2 separate regions of the Triticum aestivum genome follow, and region 1 is linked to region 2. Evidence: chromatin contacts called from public Hi-C data. All regions are on one chromosome and are shown on one strand. The core of a region is the stretch at or near the end of the contact, and the rest is flanking DNA. Distances in the headings are between cores, read along the strand shown. Region 1 holds the start of LOC123181443 (3-hydroxyisobutyryl-CoA hydrolase 1). Region 2 has its middle 4.7 kb from the start of LOC123181441.

What was found. A called contact is a pair of places that touch in the nucleus more often than the background predicts.
Region 1: a contact with region 2 is called in a Hi-C map of leaf, with 2.7 times the contacts expected there. The contact joins the promoter of LOC123181443 here to the enhancer-like site in region 2. A contact is called at or near these places in 2 of 5 Hi-C or Micro-C datasets (both in leaf).

The regions. Positions count from the first base shown.
Region 1 is chr1D:275,043,924-275,051,016 of IWGSC CS RefSeq v2.1, forward strand. LOC123181443 (3-hydroxyisobutyryl-CoA hydrolase 1) reads right to left here and starts at 1,726. Exons shown (of 14, transcript XM_044593701.1): 1 at 1,466-1,726. The coding sequence starts at 1,498.
Region 2 is chr1D:274,827,959-274,835,046 of IWGSC CS RefSeq v2.1, forward strand. No RefSeq gene overlaps it. Among protein-coding and RNA genes, the nearest start is that of LOC123181441, 4.7 kb to the left of the region's middle. Within about 2 kb of position 4,238, at least 6 of the 8 cell types and tissues checked have an H3K27ac peak or open chromatin away from gene starts, as enhancers often do. A contact at or near this core is called in leaf, where this site is marked.

The sequences.
Region 1 (7,093 bases), core at 476-2,975, 210 kb after region 2:
CTATTATTAAATTCGGGCAATTTATTATAGTCTTCCCCGCACGATCTGTAATCAATCTATCTAACGAGCCATTTCTCTGGTTATCTCTACACACTAGACGTTAGTCAAGCGAAAGGGGAAAACACACTCCGATAGGAATCCGCCAGACTGCAGCTACAACAAACGACCATGGTTAGCCTAATCTAACATTTGAACTGAAGCTAAGTTACCCGGCCGGGCACAGACGAGTAAAGCAAGATGACCTGCATGCAATGGAATGGAGTGGCAGCTGTAAGAGCAAGTACAGCAGTTTCCCTAAAATTTCTCCCCGTATATTTTGTAACCGGGAACTCCCCTAAAATTTGTTAAACTCCAGAAGCTCCCCTAAAACATCTCCCATATATTCCATTCATCTATATTTTAATAATATCCTATCCTATAAGGCTATAACTACCATTGTAAACCTTTGTAATTCGAACAGCTGGTTTTCCCATATGGCCATACCACATGATACAGCCGAGCATCCATACAACATGTAATTCATAATTCAAATGATTTAGAGACATAGCAGCAGCAGCACATTAATGAAAATAGCAGCATCAAGCGTCTCTCTCTGTATATGCATTAGCAGCAGCAGCCCATCAATAGATATAGCAGCAGCGGACCACAAAAATTTATCTTCTACTCCCTCTGATTTCTCAGCGGCATACACATAGCAGCAGCATCGCCTAAGTCTCTCTCAGAGGCTAATTGGTTTGATGCCAAGATTTGGCATTGCCAATACTTGGCAAGCTAACAATTGGCTATATCAAAAGTTGCCAAAAATTGGCAACTTCTTGTGAGGTTGGCAAATAAAATTGATAACCAACCAAACACTAGCCAATATTTGGCATTTGCCAAATGTTGGCATGCCAATTTTTGGCATCAAACCATCATGCTCTCAATTTCTCTCCTCTAATCTCTCTGATAGCAGTAGGTAGTCCAGCGACTCCTTCCCCACCTCACTCTTCTTCATCCAGCCGCTTAGTGCCCCGTCATCGTGGCCACAGCCCACCGCCCAGCACAGTGCCCGCCGGGCCAAACGGATCTTCTTCCTTTGTCCCGGCGAGCCGCAACTGCTCGACCCCGTTTCTACTTCCTTTATCCCGCACGGCCTCATGTCGCTGCCCGCTCCCACCCCGTGCCTAGCCCCCGCGGCCGCGCATCCCCCGCCTCCCAGCGCCGGGGCTCCTCGCTGCCTCCCCATCCGCGTTTCTTCGGCCCTCACCGCACCACCCCGTGGATCCACCGACTGGGCGGTGCCATCTGCGTCTGTGTGTGTGTGTCTCCCCCAGATCAAGCTTACTCTGTTTTGCTCGATCTGAGACAGGAAGGCGGAGTCGCGGTGGCGGGAGCGAGCTTTCCGCATCGTATGGGCATGTGCGACCGAACGGATTGGGAACTGGGCGGCGAGAGGAGTAGTGGGAAGGAGGAGGAGGCGACGGACCTGATCGGAATCGCCGCTCGCCGGCGAGGCCATGTCGTCAGCTGCTGGAGCGAAGCGCCTGGAGCAGTGGAGCCTTTCGAGTTGGACTCGATGAGGAGACCCGAAGCCAAGCCGCGGCCAGGGGAAGGAGGAATGCACACCATCACATTACGGTTGGGTTGCCAGTTCCGTAACGAAAGAAAGACTACTTCCACTGACTAGTGGACCAGCCATCCATACCAACAAGGCAACAGCTAGAGATGTTATGAAACTGGCGAGCCAACAATCCATACTGACTCGCCATACGACAGGCTGCGGCGGCCAGGGGAAGTAGAAGGGCACACATCATTGGAATTTGGAAAATGCATTGCAGCTCTCATGTGCCACACATCCCTATATGGGCATAGCATTAAAAGAATATCAGAAATTTTAAAAAATTCTGAAATTTTGTGATATCGAACCTGGGTGCCCGTTGTACATCCATATTCAGTTTCATGGGAAATGGGTGTCCGTGATATCCGTGGCAAAGGAAATATGGTTCGACATACGGTCTATCTAATTTTTTTTCCTATACATAGGAATTTTTAAACATTTAAACAAGAATTACCACGGGCATCCACTCCCCACGAAACTGAACACGTACAAGGGGCACCCAAATTTGATATTTCAAATTTCAGATTTTTTGAAGCCAAGCCGCGGCCAGGGGAAGGAGGAATGCACACCATCACACTACGGTTGGGTTGCCAGTTCCGTGACGGAAGAAAGACTACTTCCACTGTTTGATGGGCCAGCTATCCATACCAACAAGGCAAACAGCGAACTAGAGATGTTACGGAACTGGCGGGCCACCAATCCATCCATACTGACTGGTCGTGGCGGTCAGGGGAAGGTGGAGTGCACACCATGGCACTATCTTAGCAAAACAATGTTAGCGACCACTTCAAGAGTCAGGCTCTTTGTGTGCACATGTTTTGAGTGTTAAGTACTATGTAGATGGTCGGAACCCGCAAGGGCAAGCAGGTGCTGGGGCACACACCTGTCAAACCTTGCCCGGCCACTCGATTGCCACGCGATTCGCAAAGTAGTTGAATCCCGCACGAGAGCATAGTAAGTTTTCAATTTCGATTATTGAAACTTAGGATTTTTCAACCAAAATTTATGATTTTCTCGCTCACTCTTACCAAGTTTTATAGGTAAAATTTTAAGATATTCTTTTGTCAGTTCGTTGCTATGAAGCCTAGCAAGGCAGTGTTGCTCGTGGAAGGACATGTTCCTTGCTATGAAAGTTTAGCGAATTGACATATCCCTTGTATGCCTCAATGCCCGGTCTTGCTTATGCCTTGTATGTGAACGTAGAGCTTATTACACCAGATCATCACGTGGTGTCTCGGCACGATGAACTGTAGCAACGGTGCATACTCAGGGAGAACACTTATACCTTGAAATTTAGTGAGGGATCATCTTATAATGCTACCGCCGTACTAAGCAAAATAAGATGCACAAAGGATAAACATCACATGCAATCAAAATATGTGACATGATATGGTCATCATCATCTTGTGCCTTTGATCTCCATCTCCAAAGCACCGTCATGATCTCCATCGTCACCGGCTTGACACCTTGATCTTCATCGTAGCGTCGTTGTCGTCTCGCCAACTATTACTTCTACGACTATCGCTACCGCTTAGTGATAAAGTAAAGCAATTACATGACGATTGCATTTCATACAATAAAGCGACAACCATAAGGCTCCTGCCAGTTGCCGATAACTTTTATAAAACATGATCATCTCATACAACAATTTATATCTCATCACGTCTTGACCATATCACATCACAACATGCCCTGCAAAAACAAGTTAGACATCCTCTACTTTGTTGTTGCAAGTTTTATGTGGCTGCTACGGGCTTCTAGCAAGAACCGTTCTTACCTACGCATCAAAACCACAACGATTTTTCGTCAAGTGTGTTGTTTTAACCTTCAACAAGGACCGGCCATAGTCAAACTCGATTCAACTAAAGTTGGAGAAACATACACCCGCCAGCCACCTGTGTGCGAAGCACGTCGGAGTTAAACACAGGGTTTAGGGTTTTGCGTGTGTGGTTGACATCCAGCCTCACGTCTCAATATATGGATGATCACAATTACAATTACATACGTATACGAATACGTGTACAAGGACAATACACTAGACCCTACTTTACATGCCCCCTCAATCTGAACTACATACAAGATTTAGATTGGTTCTAAAACGGTCTAGCATCTGTCTAGTAGCGGGTTTAGTAAATACAACTGCTAACTGATCATCTGTAGAAATAAACCCGACTTCCAGTTCGCAAGCAGCTACTCGTTCCCTCACAAAATGGAAATCAATCTCAATGTGTTTGGTCCGAGCATGAAACACTGGATTCGCCGTCAGGTAAGTTGCCCCTAAGTTATCACACCACAATATAGGAGTGCGCTGCCGGGGGACTCCAAGTTCTGTGAGAACTGAGTCTATCCAAATGGCTTCAGCTGCGCCATTGGCCAATGCCTTATACTCTGCCTCGGTGCTTGATCTTGAGACTGTGGGTTGCTTCTTCGAGCTCCAAGATACAAGGTTAGGTCCAACAAATATAGCAAAACCACCAGTGGAGCGCCTATCATCAACACAGCCTGCCCAGTCTGCATCGGTGAATATAATCACTCCAGTAAATCTGGACTTACGAATCCGTAGTCCCATGTCTAGCGTACCTTTGACATATCTCAGAATACGCTTGACTGCTTCCCGATGATCCTTCGTTGGCTGAGACAGGAACTGACACACTTTGTTCACTGCGAAGGAGATATCAGGACGAGTGAGGGTCAAATACTGAAGTGCTCCAACCACACTGCAATACCGAAAAGAATCATCTCTACCCAGTAGTGCACCCCTATGACGTGAGAGACTCTCGGAAGTAGCAAGCGGAGTGGAACTGGCCTTGCAGTTCTCCATGTTGACGCGATGAAGAAGATCCAAAGCATACTTTTTCTGCGTCAAGGTCATGCCCCCTGAATGAAATGACGCTTCCAAACCAAGAAAGTACTCGAGGCGACCCAAATCTTTGATGGAAAGCTAGCAGACAACGACTGCACAAGACGATCCACCACCGCGGGGTTAAAGCCAGCAATCACAATATCATCAACGTACACTAGCATGTATATCTGTATTTTACCCTGGGAGAAGATGAACAGAGATGCATCTGATCTGGAGGCAACAAAACCGAGCTGCGAAAGGCGCTGACTCAAACGAGCATACCAGGCACGAGGCGACTGCTTTAGACCATAAATAGACCGCTGAAGTTTGCAGACATGAGAGGGATAAGTGGCATCCTTGAACCCAGGTGGCTGCTGCATGTACACATCTTCGTCCAAGAACCCATGTAAAAAGGCATTGCTCACATCAATCTGTCGGAAGCTCCAACCACGAGACACATGTAACGCCCCAAGACCGACGCTCCAGGTGCCTTCCTTGTTTTGCGAGTCAGCTGTGATATTTATTTGTTTGTTGCATCTCATCTCATAGCATCATGCACATTGCATCTACATGTTTTCATAAAGCTTGCATCTGTTCGTAGTTGCCGCGTTGCCCCTTGCCTTCGTTGACCGTTCCGAGACCAACCAGATTTTGTTTCCCTCTTGCCTGGCTTCCAAACCTCTCTGCACATCCCGCAAATCCCTCGCGCGCGTCCAAAAACCTTGCCCGAACCCGACCCGGACAGTCATTGCTGTTGGGCACGGATCATCTTCAAACGTCCCTAAAAATATCTCCCGTCCTTTGTTTGCACTTCCTAACCTATTTTCCCGGAGCTGTTTGATCGTGATCGGATGGACCAGATTATCCCCTAACTAAAAACCCACCTACTATATAATCAGTGTAAACCTACCTAACCCTAGAACCTAGCCGTCCCATCCATCCATTCCTCCCCGCCGCCATTTTCCTCCACCCGGTCTCCATCTTCATCGGGATCTCCTCCCGATCCAAAATCCTCTCTGACCCCCTCCCTGTTTTTCAGCGCCGCCCAAATCGCAGCAGCCAACCACCATCCTTGCCCGAGCCACAGCGAGCCTCCAAGGCACCAGCCTCCCGTCTTCGTCCTTCGCCCCCCGAGCTCCTCTTCTCGCGCACAAGCTCCGTGACCCCGACGGCCACTTCGCCCGCCTCGGCGCCGGCCGACCGAACCAGCAGATGAGCCCCGCGTCGCTCCTTCCTTCCCCTCCCCCGATTTCTAGTCCCTCCTCTCACATCTCTCTCTTTGAACCAGGACGCCGCCTCGTCTCCGCCCACGGGCTACCTCAGAACGGAGCTCCACCGTCGCCCTGGCCTCGGATCCGGCCGATTCCCATCGCCTGGAGCCGCCACGCCAAGTCCGCCGCCGCGTCATCTTCAAGCCATCGGGCGCCTGGTTCCCTGCCTGGCCCACTCGTTCTCTGCACGGGGAGACGCAACGCCAGCGCCTCGTCTGCCTCCCCTGCATCACGCCCCGTCGCCGGGAGCTAGTCCCCAACCCGCCAGCGCCGCCTCGCCAAGTTGTCGCCGTCCCCACCTCCGGTGCCCCAAGTTCCCGCCGCCGCGCCATGTTGCCGTTCCTCTGCTTCGTCGCCGTCCAGTGCTTCCTCGCGCCACCTTCAGATCGAGCAAGAGTCTTGACCCCGAGCTCCTCCTCTGCTTCTTCCCTAGCGCCGCACCAAGCTCCGCCGCCCAAGCTGCGCCGTCGCCTGCCGCAGTCCCTGTCGCCATCGTCTTCAACGGTTCCTGACGAGGACGACGCCCTCCTGTCCGTCTCGAGCGCCAAGTCCCTCGCCTCGCTGCCTCGTCGCCGCAGCAAAAGCAGCAGTTGGCCAAGTCCCGGCAACCGCTCCACCTCTGCGCGCCCGTCGCCTCCTCCACCGGATCTCGTTCACTCTGTCGCCCAGCCGCCGGTCTCCTTCGCTGCATCGAGCAACACCAGTTCAGGCAGAGGAGGGCGATGCCTCTGCCTCGACACCTCCCGTTGACCGCGCGTGGGCCTCCTCTTGCCTCGCCAAGGGCCAGCGCCCACCTCTGCCTCCCCTTCAACCGGCCTCCCTCTGCCCCAGCTGGGCTTGGCCCAATGTGAGCAACCCTCGCCCAAATACAGATTCGGCCCAGTTCATGTTTTTTTCCAGTTTGCGAATTTGTCTAATTTCCAGAGTTGTCTGTTTTATGGAAAACCCCCTAGTGTTCATGCATCTAATAACTAATCAACCGTGCATCGGATTAAAATGTTTTATACATGTAAAATGCTTAGAATTTCATCTAGTTTCATAATATGCCACTTTCATCCATGTTAAAATGTTTAAATTGGTGTTTGCTTTAATTTGCTCAAATGCCATGTTAAAATGATTTATTTCATAACTAAATAACCCTAGCTCCAAATTTAATAAACTTTATATGTAAATGGGGTAGAAAAATGCCTAGTTTAACATGGTGCACTTTATTTTGCTATTTAACAACATTAAAATTGTGTTTAGGGCAGAACAGTACCAAATCTAAAATATGTACATGAGGTTTTTCCGGAATTGTTGTTTGTTGTTCTGGCCTCATTTAAATTTGCCTAAATAGTTAGTTTACTTATGCTTCACCCTTTTGCCATGTTTAATAACATTTAA
Region 2 (7,088 bases), core at 2,988-5,487:
CTACATCAAAATCTGTACACTTTCTCTAGGGGATGAAACAAAGCAAAAATTTATCAATCATTTATTTTCCTTCTTAAAAAGGTTGTACTTCACTATAAACAACAGTGAGGCCATAATTTGCACGCGTACGTGAGTACTCCCTCCGAATATATGATGTTTTGTATATTTCAATATGCACTACAAACGGACTGAAATAAGTGAATAAACACATTAAAATGTGCCTATATACATTTGATTATTGAAAAAGTTAGAACATCTTCTATTTATGAACGGAGGGAGGGTTAGGTACGCTTGCAAGTCGCAAGCATTGCAATGGAACCTCACGTAGACATGCTTCTCACCGATTCTAAATAGGGTTAATCTAGTTGTGGTTTGCTTCTTTTACATGCTTATAATAAATTTGGCGATATATTGTAAACGAGATTCACGTCGATGGGGGTGTAAATCATCTTAGGTACGTATGTGTAGCCACCCGTAAAAAAAGAAAGGCACGTACGCGTAATGCGAGCGTGGTATGTCGGCGCTTCGGTGCGTACGTACTATGCATCCTGCTGCTCCTTTCAGTACAAAATCGCGCTTGTTGGTAGGTTTCTATGGTATCCACTGTTCATGAGTTGACATCGTTACCGCCTGCAGCAAAAGTCAGAATTCAGCGCGCGTGCCCGTGTCATGCTGCGACCAGTCCGACCCACAAACCAATTAGCGTATGTATGCATGCTCCACATGATAGTATATACGGAATACAAACGAAGATGCATATTGTATGTATTGTCTGTCCATGCATGCATGGACTTACGAGCATGCGTTTCAAGCAAAATATATACCTAGCTACCATATACAAAAATCAAGAATATAATTTTACTCTGTGCCTTTACCTGACGTGAGTGGTCTGGTAGACGTCGCGTCGCTGTAGCATGTCGATCGATTAACATAGTATTGGATTTGCGTAGACGTTTCTCGTGAACACGTTTCTCAGGCTCGGTGTTTACTGACCTGTCCGCATCCAATGGATGTGGAGCCGGAACTACGCATCTTACTCTGAAAAAAGGACTACGCATTTTTTTTCCCATTGCGATGTAAAAAGAAACACAAGTTACACATGGTAGCTATCGCTGCTCGCCTACTATGGACATAGCGTGTGCTACGTACATGCAAGTTAGAGCATCTCCACCCGCGCCCCCAACAAGGCCTTCCAGGCGACTTCTCGGCCGCCGGCGCCAAAAAATCAGCCCAGTCGCGTCCTCATGGGCCCAATTTTCGCCGACTCGGGCCGAAATTGGCATCGGCGGACCCAACCCGAACCCGGCGTGCTGGGGGGCGCTCGGGGGCGCCGGGCGAATCGTTTTTGGCGCGAAAGAGCCGCGGGCCCTCCTTGCCAGCGACTCGTCTCGCTTCTCGCCGCTTCGTCGTCCTCATCGCCTCGTTTCCCGCGGCGAATCAATGCCAAAGCTGCCGCGCCGGTCAGCCTCCGCCATTGATGCCTCATGGGCGGCGCAGTGAAGGCGTGACGACGCGCGTCCCCGCGCATGCCACGCGTAGACGCCGCGGCCACGCGTGCTCGCGGCGCCTCCGCCTATATAAGCCGACCCCAGCGCGCCGGTGGCACGCACAGAGTCTCCACCGCCGATGCGCCCTCTCTCCCCTTCCTCCCTCTTCCCTCGCCGTCCCAGTTCAAAGAAATGGCCGAACGATTCCCAGGCGACGGCGCGGCGGCGAACGGCTTCGGCCGCTGCCACCTTCATGAGGACGAAGCTCGGCTCCTCTTCGAGGCCGAGTACCCGGTCCCGCCGGACATGCGAGTGCCCGGGGCGTGGAGAATCAGCGCCGGCGGGATCCCGGTGCCACCACCACCCACCGGGGCGGCGCGGCGTGCGAAGATCGCGCTTATCCGCGCCTCCCTGCCGTGGGCGGCGAGGAAGGGGCCGCGCTACGTCCCCGAAAGCCCGCCCTGGGAGCCGTACTTCCGCCGCCGTCACGCCGAGCAGCTCGAGACCATCAACGGCGTCGTGCCCTCTGGTAGGCTCAACTCCGAGGGGCAGCGCCGATGGTGGGGCGTGCCCGGCCGCACGCTGGAGGCCGTCCTCGAGTACATCGAGGGCGGCAACACGCCGAGGCTGGAGTACCCCGAGCCCCCGTCCTTCTCCCGCCGTCGTGGGAGCTCGTGGACGCCGAGGCGCATGGACCCCAGGGCGTCCTCCTCCTCGTCCGGTCGGTTGACCGGCTCTCCCTGCCTCCGCCCCGTCAAGCCGGAGCCCTAGGACACGCCTGTCAGCCGGCGCACCCGCAGCTCCGGTATCCGCATCGCCGACTCCACCCCCACCTCTGGCCGCCTCGTCCTCGTCGCGCCCAAACCGGAGCCCAGCCTCCCCCCGGAGTATGAGGAGCTAGAGGAGCTAGCCCGGCACGGCTTCTCCGACGAGGACGCCCTACGGTGGGCGCGCGACGACTACCTCCGCGACGAGATGGTCCGGCAGCGCCGGGCCCTGGAGGAGATCGCCGCCCGCAAGCGTGGACGCGAGGACGCCGCCGGACCGTCCAACCCGCCGCGCCAACCGGGGAAGGGTTGCAGCAGGGACAGCGGCCGCGGCGGAGGCGACGACGGCGACTACACGCGGTTCTACAGCCTCCTCGGCATGTAGAACGGCGACGAGCAGCGAGGCGAGGGAGACGGCGGGCCTAGTAGTGTGTTTTTTTCTTTTTTGTAAAATATTTTAAATATGTATGAACTCTCGCCGTGTTTGGTTGAATTTGGTTTGAACTTGCCGAGGTATGTATGAACTCGCTGAAAATGGTTGAATTTGCGCCATGTTTGTACCGCACTTTAATTTTCACAAAAATCCGTGGGCGCCGCGACTGGGTGGCATCACGCCCCCAGCGCGCGTTTTGCGTCGGTGCGTCCTAGGGAGCGATTTTTAGCGCCTCCTGAAGGGCTAACGACTGGAGATGCTCTTATATTGCATGTAGTACGTACTCGGAGAAAACAGCGGAGCCGCTTTTTTCCCTCGCCGGCTCAAGCTTTCCCGATCCATCAATCGATGTGCGTATATATGATCCATACAACGCAAAACAAAATCACCACGAGTAGAAAGGTCTAATCGCGCGGTGCATGTCATTGAATGAACGGAGAACGAGATTCTACGGGGATCGACGTGTCAACGAATTACTCGCTAGAGAGTCACCTTGGCACCTTTTCTCTCACTTTATCTGTTTACCATGCAACTTGCGGAGCATCTTTCGTCGCCGTCCATCCAAGTAGCTTTCCATGATTCTATCTTCTCGTAAATAAGCAGGAAATTACCCCGATTATACATGTACGTCCGGTAGTGCGTGCAGACACACATTATTTTTCCCACCGGAAAACTTGCGGCAAAAAGGAAAAAGATGGACATCCGATGCTTACTTGCACGCACACGACATGCCCTAAATTAGTAGGGATGGATTTTTACTTTCGGAACCGACGCGGACGACAGTTCCAAACTGTAGAGCCTATCTCTTCCAACCGCACACGATAGTACAGACCTATATGTACTAGTACCTCTTTAGTTTAAAAAAAATGTACAATACCTCTCCTTACAGCCACTGACGAGTTGGACCTGTGAAGCACTCGGACCCCCGGGTCAGTGAAACGTCCAGTGAATGGCTGGGTGCGTGAGGTAAACGGTAGGGGTAGGGGACAGGGTGGGGGATGGGCTCAGACGTGTTTCACAAGGTATTCCGAGGCGCAGATTGCGCCCAGTATAGCTATCCTGACACGTGGTCGGCCCTGATGCCACCATACAGTACTGTGTTTGCGACACGTCCAACGTAGTGCTCCGTGCACGGAAAGGGTGCACCCCCGTCACATGTGATTCCACTGAGATTGCATGCGTTTGGAAATGGAAAAGATTTCTATCATTTTATGTAGCAGCTAGCAGGTATTTCATGTTTGTGTTTCATTATTTTTCAGCGGGTTTTGTACTGGTGTTTTTTTTAGGGTTAGGTTTTGTACTGGTGGTTTGATCGATAGACCTAGGTCTTTTTCCGAAAAGAAAAAAAAATCTCTGACCTAGCATAAAGACTCGTATCGGTGGCACGGCTTGCATGGGTGCGTGCAGGCAGTATTTGATGCCCGAGCCATGTGGAAGCGGGTGGACGGGCGCGTTGCTCTACGGATGACGCGTGGGCCTCGCTCCTGCTCCACTTGTCCTCCTCCCGCCTGCGCCGCCGCATGCACCGTCCGAGACAAGCAGCACGAACCGCTTCGCGCGACGGCCCGGGAGCGCGCGCCGGATGCGTGGCCCGCCCGACCGCCTTCCAGAAGGTCTCCGCCGTCCGGCCCGGCGCCCCACGGAACGCGGCGCGCGCCTGGTCCGCTGCGCCGGCCAGCAGGACGGGCCAACGGCCGCCCCCCACGTGGCACGCGCTTGCATGCGGTCGATCTTTTCCCTCGTCGCGGCGGGCGCGGGGGCGGGAGACATGCATGCAGTGCATGCGTCGACGTGCTCGATGGAGTAGTACGATGGAGCGATGGAGTAGAGGGGCAGCCATCATTGTGGCTTTACAGGCGCGTACCTGATTTTCCTATTAGTACGGAAGAAGCCTAACTAGCAGTGTAGATTTCGAAAACGATGTTCGGAAATTCTACCGGGATCGAGCATATTATGTGTCTGGTTTTTAATTCGGATCCTGCATGTCCTGGAAAGCCCTAGCAACATCGAGCCACCGGCCCTAGCGCACCGTCAAACGTCGAAAATCAAGCGAATCCATGACATTCGGTTCATCGGTTGTTTAGTGAACGGGCAGAGGTTTTATATTGCAGCAAAGGGCGGCTTGTGCCGAGAAAAAACAAATCAAATGTCTAACAGGTCAGCAAGAGCAGAGGATACAATGCACACATGCGTAAACGCAGAGACCCCACATGGCTGCTCGTGATGGTGGCCGGCTGGCTAGTTGACTAAATAATGGAGCAGGACTACGTATGCGAAACTTAACCTCAAACCACTTTTGCCATTCTTACGGTAATATAAACCGGAGTATGATCCGATAGGTTAGATGGAGTCGTACACGTACCTGGTATAATCGATGTGATATTTGATTCGACCTGACTCTCCATCGACCGGCTATTAATCCTAGCAGTGATCCTGCATTAAACGGATGGGATTTAGCAGTCGTGGTGCGCATACGTACATACTGTACCGTACTAGCTTAGCTAGATCGAGCTATGCAGAGCAGCAGAGCCACAGGGTTCGGCAGCTGTCGCAGCTACCCCCGAGTGCATGCCTCTAGATGCAACGTAGGAGTATGTGGTGATCACTTGTCGCAAACTAAAAAACAAGTCCAGTATTAGTTACGAGAATATGTTTCCTTTTTAAAAAGTATAAATGGATTTTTTGCGGGGAAAGTATAAATGGATGTTACACACAAGTTATATCTTGTTGACCCTTTTCCCACTCAGAGGTGGTCATACAATTTACCAAAAGTTAGCTAAAGGTGTTAAGTGCAGTTAGGGCTGGAGCTATACTATATCTATCTAGATATGCTAAGTTGCGCTATAGCCGTAAACAATTTTATCACGATGCGCCGCCCGCGTGAGTCTGGCGGATTTCATCAAGTCTAGTACTTCCTTCGTCCGGAAATACTTGTCAGCGAAATGAATATGTAAATATATTTTAGTTTTAGATACATCCATTTTTATCTATTTATGCGATAAGTATTTTCGGACGGAGGGAGTAGGTACTGCTCCTACTCTAATTCCAGTAATGATCCTACTTATGAGCATCAAATCGGGCAGCACGTACGGGGTGCATGCAAACACGTCATAGCTTACCTGTACATGCAAACACGTCACGCGCGTCCCAAAATTCCGTCCCACGACCCACCCCGATGCGCGCATTCATTGCACACGCAAGCAGATAGCGCGGTGAGATTTGCAGAGAGACGACTCCAAAAGTCTCCAGTTAATCGATCGGGTGCGGGGTGCATGCATCTCTCCACACGCGCGCAGCCGGCACGTGACACGTCCCTGCTTTCCCTTGCGAAATTCATGTACGTCGAGTACATTACCAACGACCGTCACATTTGGGCCAGGATTGCGGATTACTATTGAGGGAAATTGCAAAAGAAAAACATCACTTTTGAGGCTTGTGTGTAATAAATTGCCCTAATAGAGCGTTTAAACCGTTTTCTAATGCAAAAAAGCGAAATAACTCATGAACAATATATTTTATGAACAGTCCGTAAAAGGGCAAAAAATAAAGCGAGAACTTAGAAGAGCGAAGGATGTTTTTCGTAAATTGTCTGCAAGTAATTATTGTATTTACTAACGACGAACAATGGCGATTGTTGCCCTGTCTTTCTTTAGCGATACATAAGTCGTTTGATTGAAAAGGCAAATTGAGCCTAAGTTTTTTCATACTCTGGTAGGGTTGATAGAAAACCCGACCGCACCTCCCACACTAAATGACCTGAGCCATCGGAACTGGGAATTCCCACCCGGAATCAATGATTACTTCCTTTGGTGATCCAAAAATGAAGCAGAAAGAATTCTCGCCTTTTTTCCACAGAGGTGACCTTGAGTTATTGAACCCACGAGAGCTAAAGTCTCAAACAAGCTTTTGCTAGAGAATTAATTCCAGCTTTTGACCAGATCGTAAATCAAGCTGACACTGAAAACACTTATAATAAAAATAAGTATGGGTATGAGGTTTTATGCTTACAACCATATATTTGTATCGGGATCAGAAATGATATTGATTTGTGCTCTGGAAGTCATCCATCAAGATGTGCTTGTTACGTATCGAAGTAGGGGATGTGTCCAAATTATGTCTTGACCGGTACACGTCCACCACTCCGACCTGCTTCATCATGTCGGCTGACGTGAGGGCTCCGACGTCACCTCACCGACTTGCCCCGCCTCCTCGGCTGGCTCAAAGACTTCGCCATCGCTTCACGATCCGCTTCGTCACGTCGGCTGACGTGGGGGCTCCGATGTCACCTCACTGACTTGCCTCGCCTCCTCGGATGGTTCGGAGACTTCGCCACCGCTTCACGACCTGCTCCGGGTGCTCCAACGTCACCCCATCGACATGCTTCGTCACGCCGGCTGGATC